Linked DNA regions of Mus musculus: all the other regions are linked to region 4. A link is a contact called in public HiChIP or PLAC-seq data. All regions are on one chromosome and are shown on one strand. Each heading gives the region's core, a stretch centred on a gene start, on an enhancer-like site or on the middle of the called end of the contact. The rest is flanking DNA. Distances are from core to core; before and after follow the strand shown. Region 1 overlaps Adgrg3 (adhesion G protein-coupled receptor G3). Region 2 holds the start of 9330175E14Rik (RIKEN cDNA 9330175E14 gene). Region 3 overlaps Nup93 (nucleoporin 93). Region 4 holds the start of Pllp (plasma membrane proteolipid).

Region 1 (2,821 bases), core at 301-2,800, 340 kb before region 4:
AGCAAGATTTTGCTGAAAGGACCCAGATATAGCTCTCTCGTGTGAGACTATGCAGGGGCCTAGCAAACACAGAAGTGGATGATCACAGTCAGCTATTGGATGGGTCACATGGCCCCCAATGGAGGAGCTAGAGAAATTATCCAAGGAGCTAAAGGGAACTGCAACCCTATAGGTGGAACAACAATATGAACTAACCAGTACCCCGGAGCTATTGACTCTAGCTGCATATGTATGAAAAGATGGCCTAGTCGGCCATCACTGCAAAGAGAGGCCCATTGGACTTGCAAACTTTATATGCCCCAGTACAGGGGAATGCCAGGGCCAAAAAGGGGGAGTGGGTGGGTAGGGGATTGGGGGGGGGGTGGGTATGGGGGACCTTTGGGATAGCATTGAAAATGTAAATGAGGAAAATACCTAATTAAAAAAAAAGAATGTTCCAGGTGGGTTCCAGTAAGCCTGGGCTCTAGGGGATAAGGATAGGCAACGATGAGCAGAGGCTGAACCCACAGGCTCCTTCAACTCAGCAGGTCTGAGGGTTTCTTGGTCAAATCCTGGCTCAGGACAGCCAAGTGACAGCACTATCTGGTCCTGTTTCTTTCCTGTGCCTGCTTCTTTTTGGAGAAGCTCATGTATCCCAGAAGGGGCATCCTTCCCCACACTTAGCCACAAGTAAGTGGCTTTGTCCCTTGTCACTTAAATGCATGAGTAGTCAAATGGCCAGCCTGTGTGTTCTACCCTGTAACCATAGTGGTCCAATTGGTCCTTGGCTTGTGATCAAAGTCAGACCCTAAAACAACTGAGTATTCATAAGCTAAACATGCACACACATGGAACACCCAGCATCTCAGGGGTATGAACCCTAGAGTCCTGTGCCCACAGGGACCACACACTTGGCTAATAGTCAACCATCTGTTGCAACTAGGACTACTCTGAACACTGGGCCATGTAGTTTTATTTAGACAGGACCTTGCAAACCATATCCCCACCATACACCACACACACACATACATGTGTATATATCCCCACCATACACCACATCCATATCCCCACCATACACCACACACACATATACATGTGTATGCCCATGCGTGCACATGTGCACATACACTATACACATGTGCACACACGCATATACATGTGTACACCCATACTACACACACACACACACACACACACACACACACACACACACGATCTCCAAAGTGGTGGAGCTGAAGGGGTCTTGAGACTACTTAGCTATTCTCTGCCACTGCCAACTTCCTGGCTTTGATGATATGCTATAGTTACATACGACATGACACTTGGGGAAGTTCCAGGAAGGAACCACAGACTGTCTGTGCTATTTTTGCAATTTTCAGTTAGTCTATAATTATTTCGAAATGTTTGTTCTCAAAGCCTTCAACTCTGGGGCTTCACTTTTGCTTGAATATCTAAGGAGCTGGGACCTGAGCCCGAAGTTCTCCAGGCACCAGGGTGAAATTAACATCCTGAGAGGAGAGAGAGCAAGCTGTGTAAGGAGAGACCAATCCCAGGGCAAGCTGTGAAGGGAGGGACCAATCCCAGGGCAAGCTGTGAAAGGAGGGACCAATCCCAGGGCAAGCTGTGAAGGGAGGGACCAATCCCTGGGGCTTCAGCTGGAGTCTTTAGTTCTTTCCCTGCCTGGAGGCCACATGATGTGAGTTTCCTAGTTCCACAAATCACTCATGCCCTGCGTGTTGGCCAATCTGAGTTGAATTTCTGCCTCTTTCAACTTCAACCCTATGTCCTACATTCTCAGAGAGCACACAAAAGGCCAGAGAAGACGATGAGAGGCCACAGAACAAAGACATCTTATCCCTATCCTGTACCTCCTTGAGGGCAGGAGGAAAAGGAGATGTCTTCACTCACCTGAAGGCAACATAGAGCACCATGGTGAAGGCCAGGAAGATCATGGAGACGGCACTGCCTGCCTGGGAGATGCGAGTGAGAGTCTGTGCCGTGGCCAGGTCCAAGATCGGCCTCTGTAGATGACCCCAAGTTCTGATCACATCACTGATGGGCCAGACCCACACATCTCCCAAACCCCAGCCAGCCCAGGCAGCCTCTCCCAGGGACAGAAGCTGGACCACTGCAATCAGGATGGATGGGCTGTTACCAGCAGCAAGGCGAAGAAGGTCAAGTGGTCGCAACGGCAGACAGTTCTCCCATCCCCGGGCACCGTGGAGCAGCCGTGGGAATCCCAGTCTCCTGTGGCCCACAGCAAAGTAAGAGCAGAGGAGGAGGGAGGGAGAGCCTGCCTCTGCCCTCACCCTCTGCCCCGTGGAAGCTTGCTCCTTTCTCATTCTAGAAACGTCTTCCAAACCTACCTTTAGCCATATCCCAGAATACACAGGTGAGGATCACGTTCTGAAACCAGAGAGTGGGAGTCAGAAGAGGAGGGAGGCAGGAAAGGGGGAGAGAAGAGAAGACGGGGCACCACCAGGGGTCTTGCCCTAAGAGGAAGCTCTCTGTAGCTTACATGGGGAGATCGACTCCATCGGTTGATGCTCCCTGGACCACTGTGCATGTAGGGTATACAACATGTATGGCACAAGAGGGTCTGCCTGTCTGTGCGTGCATGCCTGTCTTCAGGATCATTGCCTGGCAGGGGTGGAAAGCATGTATGCAGAGGGGTTCCCCAGGTCCCCACACATTTATGAACATGGGGTGGGAGGGTGTAGGGGGCACGTGTGTTCACGTGTGCAGGGCAGACAGATGTCTTTGGGCATTAACTGCATGAGCCAGATGGTTTCTTCTGCATGCACTTAGAAGGGTAAAGGGCACAGGGTCCCATGTGTGGCTT
Region 2 (2,762 bases), core at 25-2,524, 260 kb after region 4:
GCTGGGATTTTTGTCTTTCAGCTTGTAGTTGCAGTCTCTGCCTCCCCAAGATGGCCGCCTTCCTGAGGTATCTATGTGGATATGCTGATCGCCTCTATTAGTGGGCAGAAGTCTTACTGGGCCCACCCTACAACCTCATCTTAAGTGTCTGCAGTCACCCTGTGTCCAAATAAGGTCACGTTCAGAGGCAGTGGGGATGTCTTCTTTACCCAACACACAGCACAAAATATGGGAGAAGAGAATCTACAGAGTTTTGTTGAACTCTTTCTAGAGGGAAGAGAGAAAGAGAGAGAGAGAGAGAGAGAGAGAGAGAGAGAGAGAGAGAGAGAGAGAGAGAGAGAGCACATAGACATTGACCAGGTACTGCTATCCTCGGGCTGGTCCGGGAACAGGTCTAGGCAGACTTTCCCAACCAAGTGCTTACTAGGCCTAAGCATACTTAGCTTCTGAGATCAGGCCAACCTGTGCTTTCTGGGCAGACCGGACTAAGCAGACTAAGGCACTAAGGCGTTCCCTTAGCTTCGGCATTTGTCCCATCAGGACCCCAGGCTCCTCACACTTGTGGCCGAGGCATTGTTTCTATTTCGTCTCACTCGATTCAGGAGATAAATTTTGAACATAATGTCTGTACTATAGATGGGGAACCAACCTTCCAAGATCTGAAATCGTAACTCATGGTCATGATGCACAGTATTGAGAGCACCCAGAGGTCCTATTCCAAGACAGATGGGCGCTGGTCCTGGAGGCAGGGCAGGCAAGGCATAATTGCTGGTGCTGGTCTGTGGACAGTACACCATGAGGGGCCTTATGAACTTCCAGTCACTCCCGCCCACTCTGTTCTCTGGTGGGAGCTCAGGCCTGGTGCCTTATTTTTGTGGCGCCGGGGACTCAAACCAGGGTCTGCCCTGTCTCTGAGCTACATCCCAGAGGGAACCTGGCAGGTTTCCGGGTTTCCTTTCTTTGCAAGAAAGCGATTCAGGAAGAGAAAGCTGCAGGTATGGCTCAGCTACACCCACCTTTGGTCATTTTCTAGCCTTTTCCCCCAATCATGAAGGTCAATTTTCAAAATACCTTTTCTGTATGAAGCCCCTCCCGCCCTTTTCAGAAGAATCCTGACAATATATACCAATAGTACTGAAGACCCAGAATTCTCCAGGAACCTCCCAGAGCTCCCAGCTCAGCTTTTCTGAGTGGAAAAAAAATGGTTTAAACCCCACGTGGCATTGTGGTAGGCCAGGGACAAAAGGCTGCCCAGGCTTACCCTTGTGACTGGAAAGTTTCAATGATCATTAGAAATACAGGTGATGGACATTCAAGAAACATCGTTCTCTTTTAAAACACAATATTCTGTTTTGTTTTTGTTTTTGTTTTTAAAGATCCCTGTCTTTTTGTACATTCCTTAATATCTAGTATTTGTTCCAACACAATGTTGGTAGCCAGAAGCCACCGACCTGAGGTTGGCAACTCTTAGAGAACGCAGCTTTCCTCTATAGAACAGCAAGTTGCTACGGTTCAGCCAAATTCTATCTGTCTAATAAAAGGTGGGGTTTTGTTTGTTTGTTTGTTTGTTTTGTTGTTTTGGCTGAAAATTCAGAATTATATGTAGCAAACAGGGCGGCTTCTGGATTATTATTAAAGCAAAGGCATTGAAAAGAAAAAAAAAAAAACAAGAAGAAAGTATGGTTGGGGGTGGGGGATGACAAGTGTGGCAGGCACCAGGAGAGGGGGCGCACAGACATACAAAGTTTTTTCCCAAACTGAGCCACTCCCTCCAATTTCTGTGGTCCCCAAATTACAGTGTCCGACTGCATTTTGCTAAGCCACCAGTACCCCAACCCACCCGGGCCCCTCAGTCCGTTTGTCTATCCACCTAGCCCCTGACACCCCCTCCTCTCTCTAGGCACAGATCTCCCTCCGCGCCCCGGCTTGGGCAGGTAACTCACCAGTTCAGCTCCCTCTCCACCGCGCTCTGTGGAAACTGAAAGTGGCCACTGAGCGGGCGCTGTTCGCTAGTTCATAGACTCTACTGCCGCTGCCGAGAAATCACGTGGATTCAAAGTGCCAGCCCCAGGGCGCGCGAGTAGCGTGCCCGGAACCCGCCGCGGCTTGGAGATCGCAGCGGGACATGCCTCTCTGACTACTGAGACTGGGTAAGGTGGGCATCTGCCAGGAAGTGGGTGGGGCCAGAGCGCAGCAGGACCCGCACAACCCTTCTTTCTACACTTCCCAGAGACGATGTAGGATGAAGGCAGGAGGAGCCACTGAGCAAAACTTCGTGGAGTTGGGTCCAGGGTCCAGTGGCGACAGCGGCTCATCACCTGAGACCTGACCTGGACAAGCGCGGCCTCCAGGTGTGTCTCTGCTGGTCCCTGGGTGCAAGGGTTGCCTAGGCTACAGAAGAAAGCTTGGTGCAGGGATAAGGGATGGAAAGAGGTGGGCGGTAAGAAAAGGACTACAGGGCCAGCGTCAGCCCTGGAAAGTTCCTGTCTCTGTTCCAAGTTCTACAACCTGCCCTGCCTCTTGTCTTTGTCCCAGAACAGGAGGCCAGGCTCCTCCTGAGGATGGTTTCTGTGACATCCCACAGTGAAGCAACTTTCCCAGAATGCTCTGGGGGAGGAATGGGGAGACAGTGCATTAGCACTGTAGGGCAGGGTCATCAGCACACCCATGACCCCCAAACCTCAGGCTCAAGTCCTCCTCTTAAGTGCTGGCTACATCACCTTAGGCCAGTGGTTCTCAGCCTTCCTAATGCTGGGACCCTT
Region 3 (2,829 bases), core at 312-2,811, 400 kb after region 4:
GCTCTAACTTGAGTCATAAGGCATACAGCAAATAGCATACACATCCACATGACTGAACAAAGAATATTTGTATTTAACAAAGTAACTAACACAAAAAGACTCATTTTATTTCAGTTATTATTTAGTTAGTTTTCTGGAGACAAAACATCTTGAACTCACAACCTGATGTCTCAGATTCCTGTCTGCTGGGATTACAGGCACACACCAACACTCTTGGACAAAAAGTTATGTTTTATGAAGCAATCAGTCTTAACCTAGAGTCTGTTCCATGCAGTCCTCCACTGACAGGAAACTCACTAAATGCAGTCTATATCTGCAGCAAAGCACAGTGCTCATGGTACCTTCTATCCTTGCTGTTCATGTACTCCTGGAACCAAGTTTTAAATTCCCCAAGCTGGTGCTGGGCTCGACTGACGACTTGTGATGCGGCAAGCAGGTCTCCACAGCGCATGCAGTAATAAATTAATGCCCAGACAGGATGGCCTTCTACCTCTCCATCCTACAAGACAAAGGCACAGTCAAACAAAAGCTAACAAACACTTTGTGATGTGAGACACCCAGCTAAGGTACGCAGTTCCCACCATAACCCCATGGGCTAAGAGCCACTGATTGTATCCTATTCCCTGTGTTTCGAAAACACATTGAGTTGTCCAGGGAAAACTGGGAGTGGCAGTGTGCGATGGATCTGGAGGTACTGTGATGCCAACAGAGCCCACCTATGCTTTTTCTCCTAGCCAGCAACAATGGGATCACCTTCTTTGATTTTGACAAAATAAAGGCTAAAGATGTCACTGACTAATGAGAGCAATTCATCCACTTGAGCTTATAAAACTGAACATGACTTATCCCTCCAAATGTTTAACTGTCTGGATATCAAGAGCTGCGAGGTGACTGTCTCCCACTCCCAACGATGTGACCACCCACCCACTTTTCGCTTGTCCGTGGAGCAGGCCTGGCCTTGTACTGTTCGTTGTCAGTTCTTTCGGAACTCTTGGCACTCCCCGCCCTTCTGTAGCAGAAGCTTCATCTTGGCATCACGTGCCCTCTTCAACACGGTTAAGCTATGCAAGGCCACATGCTCAGCTTTGGGACTCAATGCCTTCCTTTACCAGCTAACCCAAAGCTTGCTAAGCCCTGCCACATGCCCTACCACTCCAGATACTCTGCTTTCTCTCTTGTTTGTCCACACTGTTCTCCCCGCCTGGAACAGCCTTCCAGAGGCCCACTGAGGGTGAGCCCCTGCTCTTTAAGAGTTAAGTTTGACCTTTTATGAAGCTAGCATCTTTAGGCACAAAGCTCCAGCTTAGCTTGTACATTCTATCAGACACTGTAAAATAACCCCCACCTGCAAGACAAGCAGGCAGAGGGACTAAATCACACTCAATGCCACTCTTTCAGCTGGTTTGCTTTAAACTTCTGACATATTCCTCACTTCGTGTCTTACACCCACATGTAAGTGTCTGAGAGAGCACTTAAAGCTTAACTTTGAAAACTCATCTGAGACATGGTGTTGGCACATCTCCTGCCTCTACTCAGGATTTTTGCATGACTGGTTTTGAAAGGGCCCCCAGGAAACAGCACGACCCAGCCTCTTTACCACACAGAACTCCCTTCAACTAAGAATGCCTAAGATCAACTAGTGGCTCTGGAATGTGTCTGGCCCTGCAGAGGTACCTGAAGTCCTGGTGAAGGAGCTGGCAGTTTAATGTTTAGGAAACTCCGAACCAGCTGGTAAGTCCCAGGCACACCGCCCAGCTGTGCCTGATGCAGATTTCCGAAGACAGTCACAAGGGTGTAATTCTTATAACTAGAAACATTTTTAAAAGAAAAAAAATGGTCAAGGTTGACAACATGTACTACACACATCCATCTCCATGTTCAGAACACATGACTCTGAGTTCTACAGGCAAGGGCTGACTTTAAATTTCATACAGAAAAGGAAACACCTATGCAATGAAGCAAATTCCACTCTTATCATTGTATAGATTTTTACTACAGGTACCCCAGATAATTCCTAGGAATACAGCTGAGGATTTCCAATACTTCAAGAGTGGAGCCTACTGCTCTAATGGGTTTGCTTTTGAAAAACAAAACTTATTTTAAAGAATTCGAAATCAATTCCATGAAAAGTCAGAATTGTCCAGTGAATTCCATCCTACCCTTTACCTAGATTACCAGGTTCTAACATCTGTACGCATTTCCTAGCTCTACCCTTCCTATCCCACACCCAAACATACATAGGAACAGGATTCTGTTTATTCCCAGAAGCATTTACAAATGTTGTTAAAAGGTAAGTATGTTACCTGACCTACCAACATTTCAGCCATGTACCTCCTAAGAGCCAGGATATTTTCCTACCTAACCCAAATGCCATTATGACACCCAGAAATTGAGTATTAACAAACTACTATCTAAAGCACAAGCCACTGTCAAGTTTTTAATAATGGATTTGACCTGATTCCTATGCTCATATTCACAATTCACCCGTCCCCAGTTCTGTTTGTTTGAGACAGGGTCTTACTCTGTGGTCCTAGCAGTTCTGAAACTGAAGGTGTGGGGGGAAGGGGACGGGGATACTTTGTATTTATAGTGATCCTTCTGCCTCAGCTTCCCAAGTGCTAGAACTACAGACATGAACTATAGCACCCAATAGATTGTTTTCCTTCTAAATCCCAGACTCAACTTATAAAATCCAAGGCTCTTTGCTTAACTGGCACCCACTTTCATTCCTCTTTAGTCCAGGGAGTTCTCCCACCTTCTGTCTTTCCTGATACCCACCTCTTTAGACAACCAAGAAAAGTTGTCTGACAGAATGCCTCACAAGCTACA
Region 4 (2,867 bases), core at 304-2,803:
GTCTACAGATTGAGTTCTAGGACAGCCAGGGCTATACAGAGAAACCCTGTCTCGAAAAACCAAAAAAAAAAAAAAAAAAAAAAAAAAAGTTCCAGGGTTACATGAGACTTTGTCTTTCAAAAGAAAAAAAGAAGAAGGAATCTTTGCAGAATGTTAGTGATGGGGTGATTGAATAAATACTTAAAATTCCTGATTTGAGGATATTGAACTGTATTATCTGATGGGCAATATAGTCATGACCATATCCTTACAAAAGAGATGAGAGAGAGAGAGAGAGAGAGAGAGAGAGAGAGAGAGAGAGAGAGAGAGAGAGAGAGATATCTTGTGCATAGTAAGAGGAGAGTTGATGATACGAGGAGAGGCAGAGCTAGGTAGGGTACCAGAATCCCCTGCCGGCAGGTCATCTGTAATCCCAGCCTGCAAAGACCTGAGGTACGAGGAATGTCAAAAGCATGAAGTCAGTCTGGATTACAGAGCAATCTCCTGTCTCAAGACAAAAAGTGGGCAAAAGTACCCCAGAGGTTGCCTGAGCTCAGGACACCATGACTGTGTCTCCGTGATGATGCCTTTGCATATCTAGCCTCCATCACTGAGAAGAAACTTTTGTTAGGACCTTGAGCTTGTGATAAGTTGTCACAAGGAGCCATAGGATAGTACAGTCACCTACACAGCTTCTGTGACCTGGTCCTTACCCACTGGGGGTCAGTGTCACCCTCATGTGCTCAGCTCCAGTCCCTTTGGGGACCTGCTTTCTATTTCCCCAACTGCCTAGGTTGGTCCTGCCACTGCGCCTTTGCTCCTCACTTAAATCCTCCCAAGGTTTCCTCCTACTCACAGATTCAGGCCTCTGCACAAATGTCACCACTTCTGACAGGTCTTCCTTGACTAATGTGCTCCTTCCTTTTCTGTCAACTTAATACAAGCTATAGCAATCCAAGAGGAGGGAACCTGGATTGAGAAAATGCCTCTATAAGATCGGGCTCTAGGCAAGCCCTGTAGAGAATTTTCTCAGTGATTGATGGAGGAGGGCCCAGTCCATTGTGAGCGGTGCCATCCCTGGGTCCTGGGTTCTATAAGAAAGCAGGCTGAGCAAGCCAGGGGAAGCAAGCCAGTAAGCAGCACCCCTCCATGGCCTCTGCATCGGCTCCTGCCTCCAGGTCTCTGCCCTGCTTGAGTTCCTGTCCTGATTTCCTTCAGTGATGAGCAATGATATGGAAGCATAAGACAAATAAACCCTTTCTTCCCCAATTTGCTTTTGGTCATGGTTTTCTACCACCGTAATAGAGACCCTAAAACAACCATCTAAAAATCTCCTGGTCACTCTGCCTCGCCCTGTTAGATTCAGTCACAGCAGCAGTTGCCACTACCTGGATTTATTTTTTCCTGCCTGGCTGTCTGTAGATCGGTCTACGGACTTCTTCAAAATCTCTATCCAAACAGGCGAACCCAGGGTTAAGGGGCGGGGCCTCAAGAAGGGGCGGGGCCTCGGGCGGAGCGGGGCTGGGCTTCGCGCACCTGTGAGTTCTGTCTAGGGTACCCAAGCAGCGCCAGCAGCCGGAGCCGCAGTCGCAGCCCCGGAGCAGCGCCGGGAGCGCGGCCAGAGCGTCGTAGGCTCGCGATCGCTATGGCGGAGTTCCCGTCGAAAGTGAGCACGAGGACCAGCAGCCCCGCGCAGGGCGTGGGAGCCTCTGTGTCTGCGCTGCGACCGGATCTGGGCTTCGTGCGCTCCGCTCTTGGGGTGCTCGCGCTTCTGCAGCTGGTGAGCCGGGTAGCTCGGGGACTGGATGGGGGACTCTCCGGGGACCCCCGGGACGCTCACTCCCAAGATCGCCGGGAAGCTTGCACCTGGGGACGCTCGTGTGACATCCCTGCGAGCACAGCATGACTCTTGTGGAGGGGACCATACACACCCTACCCGGGTGGTTACCGTGGCGATACCGTAGCTGAGATAGCTGCGCACAACTGTCCGCCAGTCTGTCCCTTCTCTTCTACCCTTCCCCCTTCCCTCTGGGACCGTGCCCTGGCTTTCTCCGCCGGGCAAAGTCCACTGCCCTCCTCTTCACCCGGCTTTAACCACTAAATGCGACCGCTCTGTAGCCCTCCTGGACAGGGCAGAACACCACATCAGTGGCTCTGACACGCGCGCTCCCACCAGGGCACCTACCCAGGGTCTGCTGGTCGAATCTCCTTCCTTGGGCTGTGGAGATTCGCAGAGGCAAGAAACCACGTGTCTGCCATCCCCCGTACTCTGTGCAGGTCCCAGCTGAAGATCCTAGAGTTGCCCGTTCCCATTGGGTGCATTCTGAGATGTCAGCTGTCTTTTCATAGTCCCCTCCTGCGAGGGTCTGGAGGCCTGTGGCTGCCCCTAGGGAACGGTCTCCATTAACTGAGAGGTCCGCTGGTAGAGGAATAGGGTAGCACCGCAGGTGGGCATGCATCTGTTTCTGTCATCATCCCTCCAGTGGGCACCTCGAGCCAGGCTGCCAGGCCGGGCTGGGGAGTCGGGAGGCTTTCCTGGGCCATCTCCACCTAGGGCATACATACTATCTTGGTTTCGAGATTTCTGATCTTCCTTGGTGAGCCTTCGCCCTTCCCCCTTCCCCCTTCCCCCTTCCCCCTCCGTCTCCTCCCTGGGTTTGTTTAAAATTCAGATTCTTGGGCCCCAACCCCGGAAAAAATGTGAAACTGCTCTTTGAATCTCCAAAAGCGCAGCAAGAAATTTGCATTTTAATGTCTTCTCCTGGAGTGGTTTTGGGTACTGTTTGGTTTTGATGAGATCAGGGAGGGTAGCATGAGGCTCTCTTCTGGGACCAATTTAACTCTGCCGCGCAGACACTGCCGACCCTGGAGTGTTGGGCTCTTGGTGA

The links. HiChIP or PLAC-seq counts read pairs in DNA pulled down with a chosen protein or histone mark.
Region 1: an H3K27ac HiChIP or PLAC-seq map of large pre-B cells shows a contact between it and region 4, with 2.1 times the contacts expected there. The contact joins the enhancer-like site here to the promoter of Pllp in region 4. A contact is called at or near these places in 1 of 39 promoter capture datasets (the C10 cell line) and 3 of 115 datasets of contacts at active chromatin or transcription factors (effector CD8 T cells, large pre-B cells and memory CD8 T cells).
Region 2: an H3K27ac HiChIP or PLAC-seq map of embryonic stem cells shows a contact between it and region 4, with 2.4 times the contacts expected there. The contact joins the promoter of 9330175E14Rik here to the promoter of Pllp in region 4. A contact is called at or near these places in 1 of 39 promoter capture datasets (the SN4741 cell line), 2 of 484 Hi-C or Micro-C datasets (muscle stem cells and natural killer cells), 7 of 115 datasets of contacts at active chromatin or transcription factors (the SCID.adh cell line, effector CD8 T cells, embryonic stem cells and 2 more) and 2 of 9 other capture datasets (adipose tissue and liver).
Region 3: an H3K27ac HiChIP or PLAC-seq map of large pre-B cells shows a contact between it and region 4, with 4 times the contacts expected there. The contact joins the enhancer-like site here to the promoter of Pllp in region 4. A contact is called at or near these places in 3 of 484 Hi-C or Micro-C datasets (CD8 T cells, bone marrow-derived macrophages and conventional type 1 dendritic cells) and 3 of 115 datasets of contacts at active chromatin or transcription factors (the 230-238 cell line, large pre-B cells and pro-B cells).

What each region holds. Positions count from the first base shown.
Region 1 is chr8:95,036,005-95,038,825 of GRCm38.p6, reverse strand. It overlaps Adgrg3 (adhesion G protein-coupled receptor G3), which reads right to left. Exons shown (of 12, transcript NM_173036.3): 6 at 2,346-2,385; 7 at 2,135-2,226; 8 at 1,888-2,000. Among named protein-coding and RNA genes, the nearest start is that of Gm51544, 17 kb to the right of the region's middle. Within about 2 kb of position 1,550, at least 139 of the 459 cell types and tissues checked have an H3K27ac peak or open chromatin away from gene starts, as enhancers often do.
Region 2 is chr8:94,433,615-94,436,376 of GRCm38.p6, reverse strand. It overlaps 9330175E14Rik (RIKEN cDNA 9330175E14 gene), which reads left to right and starts at 1,274. Exons shown (of 3, transcript NR_015514.2): 1 at 1,274-1,541; 2 at 1,901-2,150; 3 at 2,231-2,762. It also overlaps a transcript of Nlrc5 not described here.
Region 3 is chr8:94,299,738-94,302,566 of GRCm38.p6, reverse strand. Nup93 (nucleoporin 93) reads right to left here. Exons shown (of 22, transcript NM_001357266.1): 9 at 1,675-1,807; 10 at 342-499. Among named protein-coding and RNA genes, the nearest start is that of Mir138-2, 23 kb to the left of the region's middle. Within about 2 kb of position 1,561, at least 12 of the 459 cell types and tissues checked have an H3K27ac peak or open chromatin away from gene starts, as enhancers often do. A contact at or near this core is called in the 230-238 cell line and pro-B cells, where this site is marked.
Region 4 is chr8:94,694,928-94,697,794 of GRCm38.p6, reverse strand. Pllp (plasma membrane proteolipid) reads left to right here and starts at 1,553. Exons shown (of 4, transcript NM_026385.4): 1 at 1,553-1,759. The coding sequence starts at 1,625.